Regions from separate parts of the Mus musculus genome. Here region 2 is linked to region 1. The links are chromatin contacts, called in public promoter capture Hi-C maps. All regions are on one chromosome and are shown on one strand. The core of a region is the stretch at or near the end of the contact, and the rest is flanking DNA. Distances in the headings are between cores, read along the strand shown.

Region 1 (6,003 bases), core at 1,851-4,350:
CATCCTGGTGAGGGAGGCACCGACAGGAGCTCAAGGCTGCTCGCTCACATTTCCAGGATGAGGAAGCAGAGGGCAACAGACAGCAGCGGGTACTCCGCAGGCTTTCTTATTCTCGTCTTGGCTTCAGTCCACGGGATGCTGCCACTCCCATTTAGAGTGGATCTTCCCTCAGTTCAACCTCTCCGGGGGTTCTCTGTGATAGTATCATAGACATGCCCCCACGTGTCTCCCCTAGGTGATTCCAATCCAGTCAGGGTAGTAAAGAAGGTGAACCCCCACATCCCTCAATACTAGATGTTTCCAAACTGGACGACTCCAAGTTGCATGAGGGGATGAAGAGCCACCCCTTACCTGAGGCACCACCACCATGTCACTGAAGGCAGTGACATTTGGACGTTTGGAGTCAGCGCTGGTTCTGCTTTCCACCCCAGTGGTGCATGCTGGGCAATATAAAGGAATATTCAAGAGCCCTGTCTTCTTCTGTGATTCACCTAACCTGGCCAACCACTTTTCTGCCCAGCAAGTCTTGGGTCTGATCCATAAGAGGACATCTTAAAGCACCTGACACACAGCAGACATTATGCTGGAATGCATATCACGCCCACAGTCAAGCTGTGGGGCCATCTTCAGGACCTTCTGAGGACTGGCTTTCTTTGTAAACACCACTTCATCCTCTCTGGGGCCACCCCACGTGTTCATTTGATCTTCCAGCATCCCTGTCTCTGCTGGGCCGTCCATGACAACTGCTAAATGTGAACTCAGAGAGCTAACCTAAGTGTTTTCTCCAGGCAGCTCCATCTCCTTGTGTAGACTGCTGCCCGGGTGGGTGGTGAAGTTCTGGACCTCACGGGGACTACAGAACTGCCTAAGATGGTAACCTCAGGAGATGGCCCCCACTCAAGTAGTTCCTGAGTGGGTCGCCAGGTGGCAGCACAGGCCCGTATGCCTCCTGGCAGGAGAACCCCAGCTTGAGAAGGGATTCAGAGTCCCCAGGGTCCTCACCCCTGGGAAGACCCATACCTCCACACACAGCAGCTCTAACTCTTCATCTGTCTCTGCTTACAGATGTGCTGGTCACGGGCATTCTCATTTCTTTGACGCCTTTCAGCAAATGAGAAGACCCAAGATTTAAGAGGAACCATGTTCAGGACAGAAGAAATCTGGTGACCTGGTGTTACTGCCAGGGAAAGCCACAGGAGGTCTAAGTCTTATTTCAGAAAGTTTCAAAGGAAACTGTATAAGCCCCATGGTATTCATCGCCGGCTTCAACAATGTCATCACTTTCCCACAGTCTTACAAGAAACCTCACCTTTTAAAACTAGAGTATTTTTTAAAGCCCTTGCCAGCCAATATGACAATGTACCATAAATATTCCCATCCAGAGCTCTGCCCATTGGCCCATATTGTTCCCTAACAAAAGGGCCAGCGCACTGAATAACCATCTGATACCCGTCCCACTCCAGTCCCCTGCCCTTTTCACGGTTGGTTTGTTCCATCACAACCAAGTGCCATAGACTCAATCCAATTATGTCTCTTGATTTCATTGGTGCTCTAAGTATCCCTTCTCCTCTTACTCGACCCCAGCCCTAATGAATTAACAAATCAGGTCACTTGTCCTACAAAACACCAGTGAACCAGGATTCCTGGAAAGAAACTGTCTGCAAAGGCCAATTGACGGATTAAAGCCTCAATGACTGGAGATGCTGAACCTTGCAGGTGCAGAGCCTAGTTACAATTTATCTTGGGCTATCTTTAGTTCATTAAATAGATTCCCTGCCCCACTCAGTGTCAGACCTAACAGCAGGAAAAGACGATTAAAATCTTGGTAACACAGTAACAAAACTCTAATCTCCACCAAAGGGCTAAGCTTGCTATCAAATAGCATCTGCGGACTACAGCTGAGATTCCCGTTTGCTATAATCACCTACTTAATGTTTTCACTAATATATTTTATGTCTTGAGTTGTGGCTTTCTTTGTTCTGCTACTATGCAAACGTCCTGAAACTGTTTTCACGTTGGAACACAGGTGTCCTAAAACTGTTTCTGGGCCAGTCACTCATAAATGACTCCAGAATAAACTTATTTCCTATGAGGTGAGAGCTGTGCTTTTTGTGTGGACATGCTCTGCCCCACGCCCACGGCGGGCAAAAGGCAGCATGTGCTGGGGAAATGATTTTTAAAAGAGCGAAATTAAATAATAGAATTTTGGTCCCTTTTTTGTTTGTTTGTTTGGTTGGTTTGGTTTGGTTTGTTTTACGAGACAAAATTTCTCTGTGTAGCTCTGGCTGACCTGGAACTCACTCTGTAGACCAGGCTGGCCTAGAACTCAAGAGATCCGCCGAGAGCACACACAAGCCGTAGTCCACGGACGAAGCGTTCTGTCTCGAGATTTGCGGGAGCCGGGGGGAGGAAGGAAGAAGCTGCACATACCTAGACAGGACAGAAAACGTCCTCCGACAACTCTCAGCTCTGCGACCTCCCCCATAGCAGTGACCAAACATCAGCACCCATATTTTCGAAGCTCTCCTGCACACACTGCTGTTAGTTTTTTTTTTTCTTATGTTGCGTTCTGAGAAAATTGGAGGTGGCCGAAAGTACAAAATCAAGTAACGCTCATCGGGCCGTCCACAGCCAGCCTGTTGACACAACGCGCTTGCGGCATAGTAGAGATGGGGTCCGTCCCTTCCCGGGACACCCACGTTCCGCCCGCAGAAGGTAGCAGGAGCCTAAAGCGAGCACCAGTCACTTGGCACGAGTTCCCGGGTCCCCGCCTAGCGCTCGCCGCCTTCTGCCCGCCCTGACGCTCTTCCTCTTCATTGGCTGTCCCCTGGCGCGACCACGCCCACAGAAGCTCCATTTTCCTCCACTCCTCCCACCTCACCTTTCACCTCCTCACCTTCCGGGGCTCCCAGAAGCCTCAGTCTCCGCCCACCGGAGAAGGAGGAAACAGAATTCCGTCATGACTCGTAATTATTGGTGGAAATGGTCTGTCCATCAGAACAACAGCGGTCACGGATTAGCTAAAAAGCAGCAGTAGGTGGGAAAACCGGTGTAAGGGGCGTCCGCGCATGCTCAGTGTGGGCGCAGTGACGCGACCTCGGGGGCAGTCATGGCGGCTCGGTGTGTGAGGCTGGCGCGCCGCAGCCTCCCGGCTTTGGCACTGTCGTTCAGGTAAGAGAGCTTCACTCCTCTGCGTCGGCCTCACTCACGGCCGAGAGCTCTGGTGGGGGGTTTAGCGGCAGGACTGGTCCCCGCAGGCGGTGCCCGTGCACCCTGAAGTCACATCCTCACCATCGAGTCCCTGTGCCTGTTCTCAACGCGCGGCTGTCCTGGTGTTTACTGTGCGGCACTGCGCGAACTGGGCTCAAGAGACGAGAAGTGGGGACGCTGGGGCGTAAATGCGGGGATCTGGGTGATGCGTCAGGTGGAAGGCTCCGCCATTTGTTTGTCTGGTGACACACGGCACTCTCTCGGGCATAGGGGCACCACCCCTCCTGGAATTGCAAAAGTCAAGCTTAGAAGCGGGAGACTTGCCCAAGGTCAGGCAGCCAGGCAGAAGCCCGCCCGACCAGGGGCTGGGGTTGCTAATCCCTAATCCAGTCCAGGATGTGTACTGCCTGGTTTGTGGGCTTTTTCCACTCACATTCCTTCCCCCACTTTTGCCCTCCGCGGAATGTGAGGTCCAAGGAGCAAGAAAGCCAGTGTGTGTGCAGTTTATTTAGACAATGCCCATTTTTGCCATCTTTACTTTTACCCGTGGCTTCAGGTTTTTGAGTCGCATCTCCAAAGTTAGGCTCAGTATCTTTAGCTTGTTCCCTGCTAGGACCAAGTTTTTGGTTGATTAAAAAAAGAGAGACTTTGCCTGAGTCTTATGGAAACGGAGTGAACGGGAGCTGGCCTTTTCAGCGGGTGAGAGTGAGCAGGCGGATGATCTCGTACTTGTGACTAAAAGATGAAAACAGGTCTATGTTGTGCAAAGCAGGGAGGAGTCTGAAGTATTCCGGGGGAAGCACTTCCTATTTGTGGTGCTCTGTTTAGAGTTGACAGGAAAGAACCCCCATTTCCCATCCCATCCGGCCCTGTCCCATCCCCCAGCTTGGTTCATGTCTATCTCTGAAATTGTGGTTTTGAAGAAAGATGCTCTAGTAGGAAGTCATAACTCCACAGTATCCCATAAGCTTGGCTTCCCTCTTTCCTCCGAGACATAGCCCTAGGAATTCCTGCCCTGAAAGGATCTATACAGCAAAACTGATCTGCTGAAAGGCTGTGGTGGTCACTCCTAGGGGTGGAAATAATTCATAGTGAAGGCAGCCTTCACATTTTGTAGGTTTTTATATTCTTAGCATAATTTTGCTTCTCAGAATTAATTACTGATCTTTCTTTTTTAAACTTACGTGTGTGGATGTTTTGCTTGTATGTGTATGTCCATGTGTATGCCAAGTGCCTTCAGAGTTCAGAAAAGTGTCAGATACCCTGGAACTCTTAGAGTTAGGTAGTTGTTAGCTGGGAATCAAAGTCAGGTCTTCCACAAGAGGAACATGCTCTCAACCACTGAGCCCAACTCTCCAGCCCAGATTCTTAGACTTTTTAAAAGCGTGAAAGTAAAAATAAAATTAAAAGATCACTGCTGGAGCCAGAGAGAGATGGATGGGGCTCATTGGTTATACACTGGCTGCTTTTGTGGAGGACCCAGGTTTAATTCCCATCATCCACACTGGGTAGGTCAGCCACCTGTAACTCCAGCCCCAGAGATCCCACACCTCTTCTGGCTGCCTCTTCAGACTCACTTCCAGGACTCCTTTGGACTTCTCTTCCCATTTCCTCTGCATACACTCCCACTTTCATCTCTCTGTCCAAGTGATTCCCAGTTCCTGAGATGTATCTCTCTTACCCACCCTACTCTGTAACTCACCTGGGCCTGCTGTGGACCTGTGCACAAGAGCACACACTGTAATCCCAGGACTCAGCACCTGGGAGACTGAGGCTAGAGGATTGCAAGTTTATTGCCAGACTCAATCTCTGAATAAACAAATACATCAGAAAAGAAAACTAGGAGCTGGAGAGAAGTCTCAGTGGCTGAGAGCGCTTGCTGCTCTTGTAGAGGACCTAAGTTTAGTTCCTAGCATCCACACTGGGACAGATCACAACTGCCTGCAGTTCCAGCTCCAGAGTATCCAGTGGTTTTTGGCTTTCATAGGCACCCAAACTTATGTGGCATATACTTACACAGACACACACAGACAAACTTATGTGGCATATACTTACACAGACACACACATATAAACTTATGTGGCATATACTTACACAGACACACACATATAAACTTATGTGGCATATACTTACACAGACACACACATATAAACTTATGTGGCATATACTTACACAGACACACACATACAAACTTATGTGGCACATACTTACACAGACACACACACACATACAAATTTATGTGGCACATACTTAACACAGACACACACACACATACAAACTTATGTGGCATATACTTACACAGGCACACACACACATACAAACTTATGTGGCATATACTTACACAGACACACACACATACAAACTTATGTGGCACATACTTACACAGACACACATACAAACTTATGTGGCATATACTTACACAGACACACACACATACAAACTTATGTGGCATATACTTACACAGACACACACACATACAAACTTATGTGGCACGTACTTACACAGACACACACACACACATACAAACTTATGTGGCATATACTTACACACACATACAAACTTATGTGGCACATACTTACACAGACACACACACACATACAAAGGCACACAGACAGACAAACATGCACATAATAATATAATAGCAATACATGTTTTTCTTTTTTGTTATGTCAGTTTGTTGGGCATTGTGGTCCACACCTTTAACCCCAGCACTTGGGAGACAGAGGGAGTCAGAGCCCTGTTGAGTTTGGGGCCAACCTGTTATACATATCAAATTCCTAGCCAGCCAAGGTT
Region 2 (6,003 bases), core at 1,631-4,130, 330 kb after region 1:
CATTTCTCTTGCCATTTAAAATTTAATATATATATTTATAGATGGGGCACAGGTTGCAGTAAGGCATGTTGAGGTCAGAGGGCCACTTTCAAGGCTCAGTTCCTGACTTCTACCATGTGGGTCCCTGAGATCAAACTTAGTTCCTTAGGGTTAGTGGAAGGCTTGCCATCTCTGTGGCCCTGATTATCACTTTAAAATCAGCAACCCAATGCGATATGCTACATTGGGACAGTAAAGGTTTATCTGTGGCAAATAAATTCTGAATAAAGTACATAGCAATGTGCCAAACATGGCCTTTTCTTGTTGGTTACCTCCTGAGTCACATTCTTACTGGACCTTTGGCCCCACTACTAGAACCCACACCAGTGTCTGGTCTCATTTCCCTGTGCCTGGCCTATCCCATTCTTCCTGACTTCTGAGGTTGTGCTCATCCAAGGCCAAGCTTATCAAAACAACACTCTGGAAAGCCTTCCTTACCCCTGCCATGTTCTAAGGCAATTGCATCTGTTAAGAGCCCAGAAGCTGGTGCCTCAGCAGTACCAAGAAGGAACCATACACGTGAGGTTCAATGGTCACTCCCGGATAGGAACATGCAGAGCAGTCAGAAGTTAGGCTGGGCTGCAGTTCCCTCAGCAGACACAAGAATTCTAAGATGTCTAGGGTGGGGTGTCCTTAAAAGGGAGGGCCCTAGACTTTGGCCACCTAGGAATGAGATGATGGCCACACAGGGTCAATCCCAGCAGTTGGGGACCCAGCCCTTCTTGTCTGAAGGGAGTCAATACATTGTTGCTGTTGTATCATCAAGACTGGTAAAGAACAGGAGTCAAGTAAAAGGCAAGTAAAAGGACTGGTCTCAGAGGCTAAGACTGTGGACTTGCTACTAGGAATCAAGACTTTCCTATTCTCACGTTTCCTACAGCAGTCGAAATCCCCTTCTGCTTACCCAGACTCCCAAAACTGGAGAATGTTCATTTAAACTAAACACAGGCCACTGAAGGAAGACTTCACTTAATATTTCTTAGTAACTCTCCGGGCTGATCTTTTCAAGCAAACGAATACTTTTATTAACATGTAAGATTTTGTTTTCAACATGGTAAGGGTTTTGACCTCAAACGCTTATCAGGTCTGCCACTCATACATTTATAGTTCGACTACATATGAACCTTTAAGACGCCTCTTCTTTTAAGTTTTGGGTCCATTGCAGGTTTTCCTTCCTAGGCCACACAGGGTATTGCAAGGATCTTTCATTTTATGGCCAGGATCTCCTCGAATATATGGGGATACCAACTTGTACAGACTAACAAGACCTCTTCTCCCATCCGAGGTTCCATTTCTTTTAGAAATGAGTTAGGCTGTCCCAACAAACTCACCAGGCAGGTTACAATAGATAGTGTAGCACATAAAATTTAAATTTTGCACAAAATACATCTCTCCTCCTTTGGTCTCACACAGAAATTAAAGTCCCCCAATAGAAACAATACTATCCTCCGACCCTTCTCCCAGGTCATCAGTCCTAGCCATGTAAGGCCCATCCACTGTCCCGGATGAAGTCTGGTCTCTTCTGCCATTGCTGCATGGAGTCTTCGAGAATTAACACAGCTCCTTCAGAACTTTCAGAGGCGGTGAGCTTCAACTCTGAGTCTCAAGTGTCACAGAGATTCAAAGTTCAGGGAGCTATCAGGTCACCCAAGAAAGAGCAAAGCACCTCAAAATTTAGGAACAACAACCAAAGGCCAGGAATGAACGTTATTCAACTGCCACAGGGCTTACAATCTAGGCCCTAATTCCCGTATGTGAGCGCATTTTCCAAATCAAAGTTATTTCCCCCAAACAAACAAAAAAAAGGAACCACCGAATAATCAAAAACTCATATCGAGGTCGTCAACCGCAGACCATAGCAGAAACGTAGTGTCAGTGAGAAACAGAGGGAAGACAGAGGGGAAAAGAAAAAAAAATAAGAAGGAGATAAAAAAAAAAAAAAAGGAAAACAAAAGGCTCTCTGGTTTCAGCTTCTCCAGGGTGTCATGTCAGCCAATCGCCATCACTCAACCAGAATCCATTGGCTGGAAACCTAAGGCACGGGCGGGAGAGATTCATCACCGAGAGGTTAATCACGCTGTCCGGACAGCAAAGCAAATACCCGGCCCCCTTCTGGACGCTGTCTCACTTAGGGCCCCATGCTCTCCAGCACCATCTGGAAACTTCCACGGTCTCCCCGCCGACGATTTGCTATTACTCCTTCCCCAGGGGGGGCCTAGTTTACTCCCGAGGCGACAAGCCAGCCTCCTCCCCCACCGTCGCCCACGCCCCGCCAGGCTCCCGCCCTTACCGCGGCCGGCTCCTCACGAAGACTCGCTCTTCTCTATCCGCCGCACGAGCTGCACCAGCATCTCGGCCATCTTCGCCATCTCCTGCGCCTTCTCGTCGGCCTTCTCCGCCCGGGGGCCGCGGGGCTCGGCGCCGCCGGCACCCTGCAGGTGGTTGAGGGCGCTCTCCTCGGAGGCCTCGACCTGCGTCTTGATCTGGATCAGCATATTGTCCATCTCCCACAGCTTGCCCCGGTTGCGCGCCGGCGCGCGCCCGCGCTCGCGCGTCAGCGACGCGATGTCCTCGCGCATCTCGTGGATGACGGGCAGCAGAAACTGCTCGAAGTCCTCCTCGGGCTCCAGCACCTCCACCTCCTCGGGCTCCGCCAGCTCCACCGCGTCCAGGGGCCGCATCGCCGCTGCTCTGCTCGTCTGCACGACCCTCACGGACGGAGCTCGGGCCGAGTCCTCAAAACTTCCGCCGCCGGTCCAACTTTCCGCCTCGGAGAAGCCACGGAGACGAGTGACTGCCGAGCGGGCGAGCGACGAACAAAATGGAGTCTCAACCGTCAACCAGCGCTCGGCGCTTTGCGACCCCTTTCACGACACCTCCGCGCCCCCTCTTTACGGCCGCGCTGAAAGGGGCGGGCGCGCTCGCGTCCACGAAGGGGCGGGGCGAGCGCCTCTGCGGCCGCGCGCTGACATTAGGTCGGCCTCCCTTTCGCAGCTTTTGCAGCTGCTCTGGGTGATGCGAAGTTCGTCCCTTCCTGTATCTTATTCCGATTTTATTTATTTACTTTTTGAAACAGGACCTCACGCTGTAGCCAAGGCTGGCCTGGAACTCAATTATTTGGCTTAAACTGATCTTGAACTCTAGGCAGTCCTCTTGCCGTAGCTTCCCGTGTCGCAGGTGTGAGCCACCGCACCCGACAAGTTTACTTTTAAAAAAGAAAAAGAGCCCGCCTTTAATTCCAGCACCTGGGAGGTAGAGGCGGCAGGCAGACCGATCCTTGAGTTTGAGGTCATCCTGGTGTACATAGTGAGTTCAGTACATAGACCCTGTTTCAAAACAAATCAAAACCACCAAACAAACAACAACAACAACAACAAAAACAGTTTTTCGAAACTGGGGAAAGAGGAATCTTGGAAAGCCATGTGTGGACAGTCATCCTGCTCATAGCTCCGCCCCTTTGGTTAGTTTAAGTGAATTATCATATCTTGATTGACGGAGTGGCTGGGTGTGTTTTTACCTGACAGAGCTCCTGGCTTCCTAAGGTGAAACTATTGTCTGATGCTTTCTGAGGCCCCAGGTCACATTCAGTTGGTGATCACTTGCTGTGGAAAGGACAGAAGTTGGCTCAGACGACTACATTTGCGTAACTGTTACTCAACCAACACTGAACTTTAAGGGGAGATGCCGAATTCTTAGTCTACGATCAGACAGTACTTTCTCAGGAATCTAAACTATGTATCTCACTGGTTTTCTAACCACAAGTCGTGAAACCATTTTGCAAAAACCAACCATAGGCATATATAAAGTGCATATCTTTAATTGGACTCTACACTCAGTGGCTTTTGTTTAAAAATAATCCAGGGTAAGAACATGAATAAGCAAATGGTTCAGAGGACAATGGGATACTGTTGCACACTGCATCAGGATACTTAGACTGCAGAACCCTGACATGGGGAAAGGCTGGTATACATTGATCCCAGGAAATTCTCTTCTTTCTCTCCCTCTCGCTACTACTCTCCCTTCCCCTCCCTCACCCTCTCACTCTGCCCCTCCCTCCCGTCTTAATTGGTGGGAATGTGATCTCTATGGCTAAGACAGCTTCTACTGTACAACCCAGCAAATTAGTTGAACCCATGAATCCACCCAAAACCCTGCACATGGATTGTACCCATTAGTGATTCCCTCTGAGTTACCAATAATGTATCAGTGTCACATTAAGGAAAGAAACAGAAGCAATTCTTCTTGGAGTTGTTTAACTAAGAGTGAGTCCAGATCCGAACTGTGTGTTTCAGGCTCCCTGTGTTGTCTGTCCTCTGTCTGTCTGTTGTGTGACTCTGAATCTGTGCCTGCCTAAAGGCTCTCTTGGGAATCTGTTTATCTCTGACTCTGTCTGTCCTTCTGTGAGGGGTGTGTCTGTCCTTAACAAAGGGCTTTGCTTCATCTTTACTGAGTGACTTTGAAAGCATCAGCATCGAATGGGGAAGGAATGGGGCACTTTGTAGAAATCTTTAACAAAGGATTAAGTCACTGATGCCAACTAATCCCGACTGACCCAGATCACAAACTTATCATTATTTTTCAACAGATAATCATCGGTTGCTTTCAAACTTTATAGTAGATTTTAGGAAGTTGCTTCCAATTTTTGTATTTGCTGTTTTGTCTGGGTCAGCGGCATGGAAGAGTACATAATGTAATAGCTAAGTATTAGCTTAGGTTGTAAAAGTGGATTACATGGGAAATTCAAGGCAAGTAAGGCTGGTTGTTACATTGTTCCCTTAAAGGGGAGTTATACCAACAGTTTGAGTACACAGTAGGCCAGCAGTCTTAAGTGACCTTGAAAGATTCTCGAATTCCCGGCCCATGTACCAAATGAAAGACCCTCGAGGGAAGACCCTCACTCAGACACTCAAGTCCCGGGACAGCCGCGTACCCAAGAAGACACTGAGACCATACATAAAATGTAGAAGGCAAGATTTAATAAAGCAGCGACATGAAAGCACACAGACCAGAGCTCTGGGGTCGAAATAAAGCAGCAACATGAAAGCACACAGAGCTCTGGGGTCGAAACTCATACACCTTTGCACAGGGTAGAGGAGTCTCGACGGTCAGCCAGAATTTTTCACAGGCTTATATAGTAAAACTCAAAGGGGGAGAACTGGGCAGGGAAAGTACAAGTTTACATCACTAGGGAGTTCTGCCAAAGGAATCTACGTAACTAAGGAGTCATGTCCTATCAAGGAATCTACGTAACTAAGGAGTCATGTCCTATCATTTGGCAATGTACCCGGTTCATTTTGAGGTTGTTTCAGGAGGCCTTTATCTCAAAAATGTTCTTGGTCGAACTTTAGGGTGAGGAGTTTTGGGGTGAAAAGTTTAGGAGTGTTCTGGGAACAATCTCTAGATGGGAGGGGGTGGGCTCCGAGGTAAAAAATTCATGTTTTCACAAGAGGCCAGTAATTTTCTATTCTTCAACCTCAAGGTATATTATTAACTTTGGCTGTTCAGCAAAAGTTCCCGTCTCTTAGAATGTAAGATATTTTCATTGCCACAGCCAGGCACATAACGTTTATGCTCCTTTATTTGTTACTGCCCAAAGTCCAAAGCAAACAGCCTTCTGTAAGTCAATGGACGATGGAATATTATTTAGCACTAACAAGAATAAGCAACCAAAAATGAATAGACTCACTGGGTCTTAACTGTTGCTGGATGGAGGAAACCCCTTGTATATCAATCACATGGTTCTAACTACTCAACCTTCCAGAAAGGGCAGAATGGGGACACAGAAAGGTGGAGAGTTGGCTCAGGATGGAGGGACAAACAGAGAGAGAATGGAGGCTTTTTAGGGCAGTGAAGCTGCTCAGAGACAGTCATGTTGCCTGCATGCTAGCAACTGTCTGAATCCACAGTTGCCAAGTGTGAACCCTAACAGAACAGAGGTGCTGCGTGCTGTAGGCTCACTGATGG

What was found. Promoter capture Hi-C pulls out the DNA fragments that hold promoters and counts their contacts.
Region 2: a promoter capture Hi-C map of the HPC-7 cell line shows a contact between it and region 1. The contact joins the promoter of Mrfap1 here to the promoter of Grpel1 in region 1. A contact is called at or near these places in 18 of 39 promoter capture datasets (the 3T3-L1 cell line, 3T3-L1-derived adipocytes, the C10 cell line and 12 more), 1 of 15 datasets of contacts at CTCF or cohesin (the NIH/3T3 cell line), 19 of 484 Hi-C or Micro-C datasets (CD4 T cells, the G1E-ER4 cell line, the HPC-7 cell line and 11 more), 19 of 115 datasets of contacts at active chromatin or transcription factors (the NIH/3T3 cell line, acute myeloid leukemia, astrocytes and 15 more) and 3 of 9 other capture datasets (adipose tissue, liver and macrophages).

Annotation. Positions count from the first base shown.
Region 1 is chr5:36,462,085-36,468,087 of GRCm38.p6, forward strand. Grpel1 (GrpE-like 1, mitochondrial) reads left to right here and starts at 3,101. Exons shown (of 4, transcript NM_024478.2): 1 at 3,101-3,171. The coding sequence starts at 3,110. It overlaps 2210406O10Rik (RIKEN cDNA 2210406O10 gene), which reads right to left and starts at 2,770. Exons shown (of 3, transcript NR_126488.1): 1 at 2,431-2,770.
Region 2 is chr5:36,793,874-36,799,876 of GRCm38.p6, forward strand. It overlaps Mrfap1 (Morf4 family associated protein 1), which reads right to left and starts at 2,881. Exons shown (of 2, transcript NM_026242.3): 1 at 2,330-2,881; 2 at 994-2,071. The coding sequence starts at 2,720. The coding sequence ends at 2,343.